2 separate regions of the Mus musculus genome follow, and region 2 is linked to region 1. The links are chromatin contacts, called in public Micro-C maps. All regions are on one chromosome and are shown on one strand. Each heading gives the region's core, a stretch centred on a gene start, on an enhancer-like site or on the middle of the called end of the contact. The rest is flanking DNA. Distances are from core to core; before and after follow the strand shown. Region 1 overlaps Zfp827 (zinc finger protein 827). Region 2 overlaps Zfp827 (zinc finger protein 827).

The links. A called contact is a pair of places that touch in the nucleus more often than the background predicts.
Region 2: a contact with region 1 is called in a Micro-C map of stem cell-derived neurons, with 1.8 times the contacts expected there. The contact joins two enhancer-like sites. A contact is called at or near these places in 1 of 15 datasets of contacts at CTCF or cohesin (the NIH/3T3 cell line), 3 of 484 Hi-C or Micro-C datasets (cerebral cortex, nephron progenitors and stem cell-derived neurons) and 2 of 115 datasets of contacts at active chromatin or transcription factors (both in embryonic stem cells).

What each region holds. Positions count from the first base shown.
Region 1 is chr8:79,078,962-79,081,565 of GRCm38.p6, reverse strand. The region is part of intron 4 of Zfp827 (zinc finger protein 827); the gene reads right to left. Among named protein-coding and RNA genes, the nearest start is that of Zfp827, 52 kb to the right of the region's middle. Within about 2 kb of position 1,310, at least 64 of the 459 cell types and tissues checked have an H3K27ac peak or open chromatin away from gene starts, as enhancers often do. A contact at or near this core is called in cerebral cortex and stem cell-derived neurons, where this site is marked.
Region 2 is chr8:79,144,085-79,146,688 of GRCm38.p6, reverse strand. All of the region lies in intron 8 of Zfp827 (zinc finger protein 827), which reads right to left. Among named protein-coding and RNA genes, the nearest start is that of Gm30271, 57 kb to the left of the region's middle. Within about 2 kb of position 1,283, at least 31 of the 459 cell types and tissues checked have an H3K27ac peak or open chromatin away from gene starts, as enhancers often do. A contact at or near this core is called in cerebral cortex and stem cell-derived neurons, where this site is marked.

The DNA of each region.
Region 1 (2,604 bases), core at 61-2,560:
TTTATTTTGGAAAGCCGGGGACAAAAAAGATATCGCTTGCCAACAAGCAAGGTGCCAAGTTTCTGTCAAGTAGCTGCTTGGTTATAATTTGGGGAGCTAGAATTCAATTTATATCTTGAAAAATGGCATCTTGGAGAAAAAGATGATAGGAGACTTGTAATTTGTTCCTTTAATGAGGATGCTCTTTGTGTGAGCATGTGTTCCTGTGTTTATGTGTTGGGGTGTGCATATGCACACATATAGGCTAGGTGTATATGTGTTGGGGTGTGTATAAGCACACACACAGGTCAGGTGTCACCCTTGAGCATTAGTTTTAGGAGCTGTCTACTCTGTTTTTTGAGACAGGGCCTCTCATTGTACCGAGGATTTGACAATTAGCACAGTCTGGCCAGTGACCTTCACGAATCCATCCAGGTTTGTGCCACCATGCCAGCTTTTTACACAGATGCTGGGGACTAAACCCTTGCTTTCATGCTTGCTCCAATAAACACTTCACTGAAAGAGCCATCTCCCCAGTGGCTCCCAGTATCTGGAGGCTTCCAGTCTGGGCTGGGGATTTTCAAACAGGATCTCTGATGTCATAGCTATCTGGGAAAATCAGAGAGCCCAATGAACATGTCTCAGCCAGGTGTCCCCTTCATGTCAACTGTGACCTCCAGTGAGGTGTCTCAGACTCACAACATCGTGCCCTTCTCGTGGGCTCAGACAGAAAGAGAGGAGAGGTGTATACTCAGAGACTGAAGCTGTACTGGAAAATGCTGCACTGAGTACCAATTTAGGGTACTTGATTTGTTTTGAGAATCGTTTGGCATTTCTGAAATAGAGTCTCATGTAGTCCAGGTTGGTCTAATTCTCTAATTAGCTGAGGAGTAAATTTCTGATCCTCCTGCTTCTATGTCCCTCGTGCTGAAATCAGAGGTGTGCATCATTATTTCCTGTCCCTGTAGTGCTGGAGATTGCACCCAGGGCTTTGTAAATGCGAGGCAAGTGTGCAACCAACTGTGCTACATCTCCAGCCCCAACGTGCCCATATCTCATATCAGCTGACCTTTGTCCTGGATGCCTGCTAGAACCACCAAAGGAATGTAAGGAAAATACCAAAGTCTGGGGCCTATTCCAGACCAATTAATGAATTCATCATTCTTTGGGCACTGGCATTTAATAAAAACTCCCTAGGTAACTTGCTGTGGGGGTTACAAACTGCAACTGGCCATGGGAGACAGGCCCAGGGTCAGCTGGTACAATAGTAGCTTCCTAGGCTGGGTAAGCCCTCCTCCCAGTCATGTGACCCGGGGTAGGTCACCCTGTCTGTCATACAGCAATTTGCATACGTCTTCTGGCTTCCAGGAAAGACTGGTGTAAACAGCAGAGCTACAGCCCTGGAAAGCCTGTCTTCTGGCTCCAAACCCGGAGTAGAGCCTACAGAGTTATTTTTTTTTTTGCCCACCAATGCAGATAGTTAGCAGTTGGGCTGAACCAACCATGATTGTGAGCCTGGATCTAGGGAGCAACCTGGCCCTCAAAAGAACTGAGGAGTGTTAAGTCAGGATTCATCGGGAAAAACGACTAGTGGTTCAGAGACAGGATTTTGTTTCACAAGCATGTAACCAGGAAACCTCTAAATTGGCAGAGGGTTGCAGTGGCTTTCAACCTTCCTAATCCCCCCATGACTCTTTGATGTAATTGCTCATAATGATCCCCAACCATAAACTATTTTCATTGCTACTTCATAACTGCAGTTTTGCTACTGTTATGGACCATAATGTAAATACTTGTTTTTGATGGTCTTAGGTGACCCCTGTAAACGGGTCACTTGACCTTGAAGGGAGCTGAGACCCACAGGTTGAGAAGCACTGGGTTAGCTTGTGTGTAAGACGGCATCCCACCCCGTGATTGTGGACCTCGGCGGGCTCATCCAGTCAGCTTCTGCTCGGCTTTAATCGAAGGAGCAAAAAGCATCAAGTGATTTCTCTCTCTTCTTTGGAAACAAGTAGGTGTCTCCACGCTTGAATTTGTCACTGTGCTTGGTCTTTGGGATCTGGCACAGAGACTCCCAGACTAGCTGCCTACAAACAGCTGCACCCTATGGTACCAGCAGGTGCAAGGACAGAGCCCTAAGGGGGGGAAAAACCAGTCCAAGAACAATGGCGCCATTATAGTGCTGAAAGACCAGGCCAGGGGCTAGCCTCTAGTTCACACCATTTGAGGGCAGGAAGAGCAGGAAACTCAGCCACAGCTCCCTGGGACTGTGTCCCTGGAAGACAGCCACCAAGCGAGCCAGGTAGAGCACACAGCAGACAGCGGCAGGGCTGGGGGTGGGGATCTTTGCAGAAAACCATATTCCTTTCCTTTTAACAGAACTTCTCTTCCCCGTGGGCAGCACTGCCACAGTCACCAAGTTTACATTTACATCCAAATATGCACACACAAAAAAATTACCGATGCATCTCACTCCCTGGTGACTTTATAACAGGTTGCTAGGTAACAGTGCATACAAGTCAGGTTTCAGGACCTCTGGTAAGCCTCCATAAAATAGCTGCATGGGCCTTTTGCATAAACAGTGTGCCTCTGCTATCTGTTTTCTTATGCCAATTGATCAGTCTG
Region 2 (2,604 bases), core at 34-2,533, 65 kb before region 1:
GAAATTGTGTGCTCATTTAGCATCTGATACACTGAAAGAGCCCCAGGGACCTTTATCAGGGATGTCCCTACTAATTACCTAGGGATGCTGTAATGAACCTAAAGTTTAAAGCAAAGGAGGGTCACCCTTCTGCATGGTGGGTTAACACCTTTCTTTTCTGAATGATAAGCTGAGAACAGAAATTTTAACTAGCTTGATAAGCAAAGCAGGAAGTGAGAGAGAGAATCAGTGCGTGGAGGTGGGAAGCCCTGGCCTACCATTCCAGTGATGGCCTTATCTAGAGAAGGGCCGTGCTGTGGTGGGGGTTGCCTTTCCAACAGTGAGGCGGTCATCCGTTCTACAAATGGAAAACAGAATGGGTTTGTTTGACTGAAAATAGATGGTCTAGTTTGTGAGTAGACTGTCCCCCCTCTTTATTTTCAGCCCTGGGTACTAGACGGCAGTTGCTGCTCTGAAAAGGAATAAACACAGAGAGGAAATTGTGTGACATGAGACTATGTATTTTTGATAGCAAAGGGACTGGAAGGACATAGTGTATATATAAAAAAGGCCTTGTAGATTGAATTAGCCAGTCTCAAACTTGAGCAGGGTCACTGCATTGCAATTTGCAAACAAATCCTTTTCATTATCTGCTACACAGATTTAAGAATTTGGCTTTTATAGCTCTACTCATTCTCGGGGCATCTGAATAGTCTTTTTGAAGGCAAAAATGTAGCTGAAGGCCCCCACAGGAGCCACAGAGTGTCCCGAATGCTGCGTGTGAGAACGTATGTATTCGATCTACTCAGAGGACACACTCTCAGGCCACAGCCCTCAGAAGGTCATCTGTGCACTGGGTGCCGAGGGCTCCTGGGTATTGTCATCTTCTACCAGGTACAGACATGAGTGTCACAGTGACTCAAGCCACGCCCCGTCTTACCAGTGCAAGTGCATGCGATTGCCCAAAGTTTCATCTGCTGTGGTTTTAAAGGTACCTCAGGCCAGGTATCTGAACTGTATGTGAATTTTGTTTTAGAGAATTTACTGCCCCCCACCCCAACCCCTGTACAGCATGGACGCACATTGTTCTCTTACAGAAACCAACACTTTAACTTGTTTATTACTGATGTGTCTGAGAAGGGCTAAGTTGGACACCATTCTGACAAGGACTAATGAAAGACCTTTCTCTGCACATAGTACTGAATGGGATCGACAGTTCTCTTCTGAATACATCTACACTGACCACGGCCAGCTGGCAAGGCACAGCTGCGCTAGTCATGCATGCACAGCTTCTGCCCTTAGCAACATTAGGTGAAGACAATCCGTGGCTGTAAACCTTTCTCCCTCTAAGAAACAGCTTCCCAGCCTTGGCTAATCTCGGAAGCACCCGAAGAAAAGCTGCATGTGGTGTGGACGTTTCCAGATTGGCAGCACAGCAGGCAGGGGATGTGTGACTTCCATGTGCTCCCTTCCGAGCCAGCAGCTCAATGCTTTGGGAATGGCCTGCGAAGTGTGGCTTGTGTCTTCCTTACTTTTGAACTGCATCGATGAAGACCATGACCAAAAGCGACTTGGGCAGGAAAGGGTTTCATTTCACCTTACAGCTTGCAGTCTTTCATTCAGGGGAGCTGGGGCGGGAACTGAAGCAGATGCCATGAGGAGCCCTGCTTGTTCTGTGACCCATGAGAGCTCGACGTACTTTCTTATACCACCCTGGACCACATGCCCAGGGAGGGCACTGCCCTCAGTGAGCTGGGTACTCCTATATCAACCACAGTCAAGAAAATGCCCACACAGTCTTGCCTACAGCCAGCCCGCTGGAGGCACTGCCTTCAAGTCAGCCCGATGGAGGCACTGCCTACAGCCAGCCCAATGAAGGCATTTTCTCAGATTAGGTTCTTCCCAGATAACTGTAGCTTGTGCCAAGTTGACAACAACCAACCAGGGACAGGTGGTAAGGCTGAAATCTACTGCCACTGTCCTCCTCACTGTCAAATCTGAGGTGAATGTGCACTTCCACTGACGGCCTCTCCACGTGCACATAGCACTGCCATCTAAGTAAGCCAAGTGGCCGACAGAGGTAGACATGATGTTTTAAGCCCCATGAATTCCCACAGACCAGTATGTGCACACAAGCAGCCCGATGAGAAATGGGACATTGCAGCTTCCTAAATGATCTTCTCTGCTCCTCCTAGTCAACACCACAACCCACCTTTGTGACTTTCAAGAATAACGGTTGTAATTTCTCCCCTCCCAGCAATCAGTGAGGGGAGAAGGCTCCCACCAACCCCTGCACCACAAGTAGACTCTGAATTCACCTAGATCAACTCCTTTGAACAGAAGGGAACCAGGGTTAGCTAGTGCCACAGCACCCTTGATTATCCAGGGTTAGCCAGTGTCACAGCACCCTTGATTATCCAGGGTTAGCTAGTGTCACAGCACCCTTGATTATCCAGGGTTAGCCAGTGTCACAGCACCCTTGATTATCCAGGGTTAGCCAGTGTCACAGCACCCTTGATTATCCAGGGTTAGCCAGTGTCACAGCACCCTTGATTACGGCAGAACTCTGAGCTGAACAAGATCTAGGAGGAGCCTGGAGACCTTCTAACTTCTTCCTACTGGAAA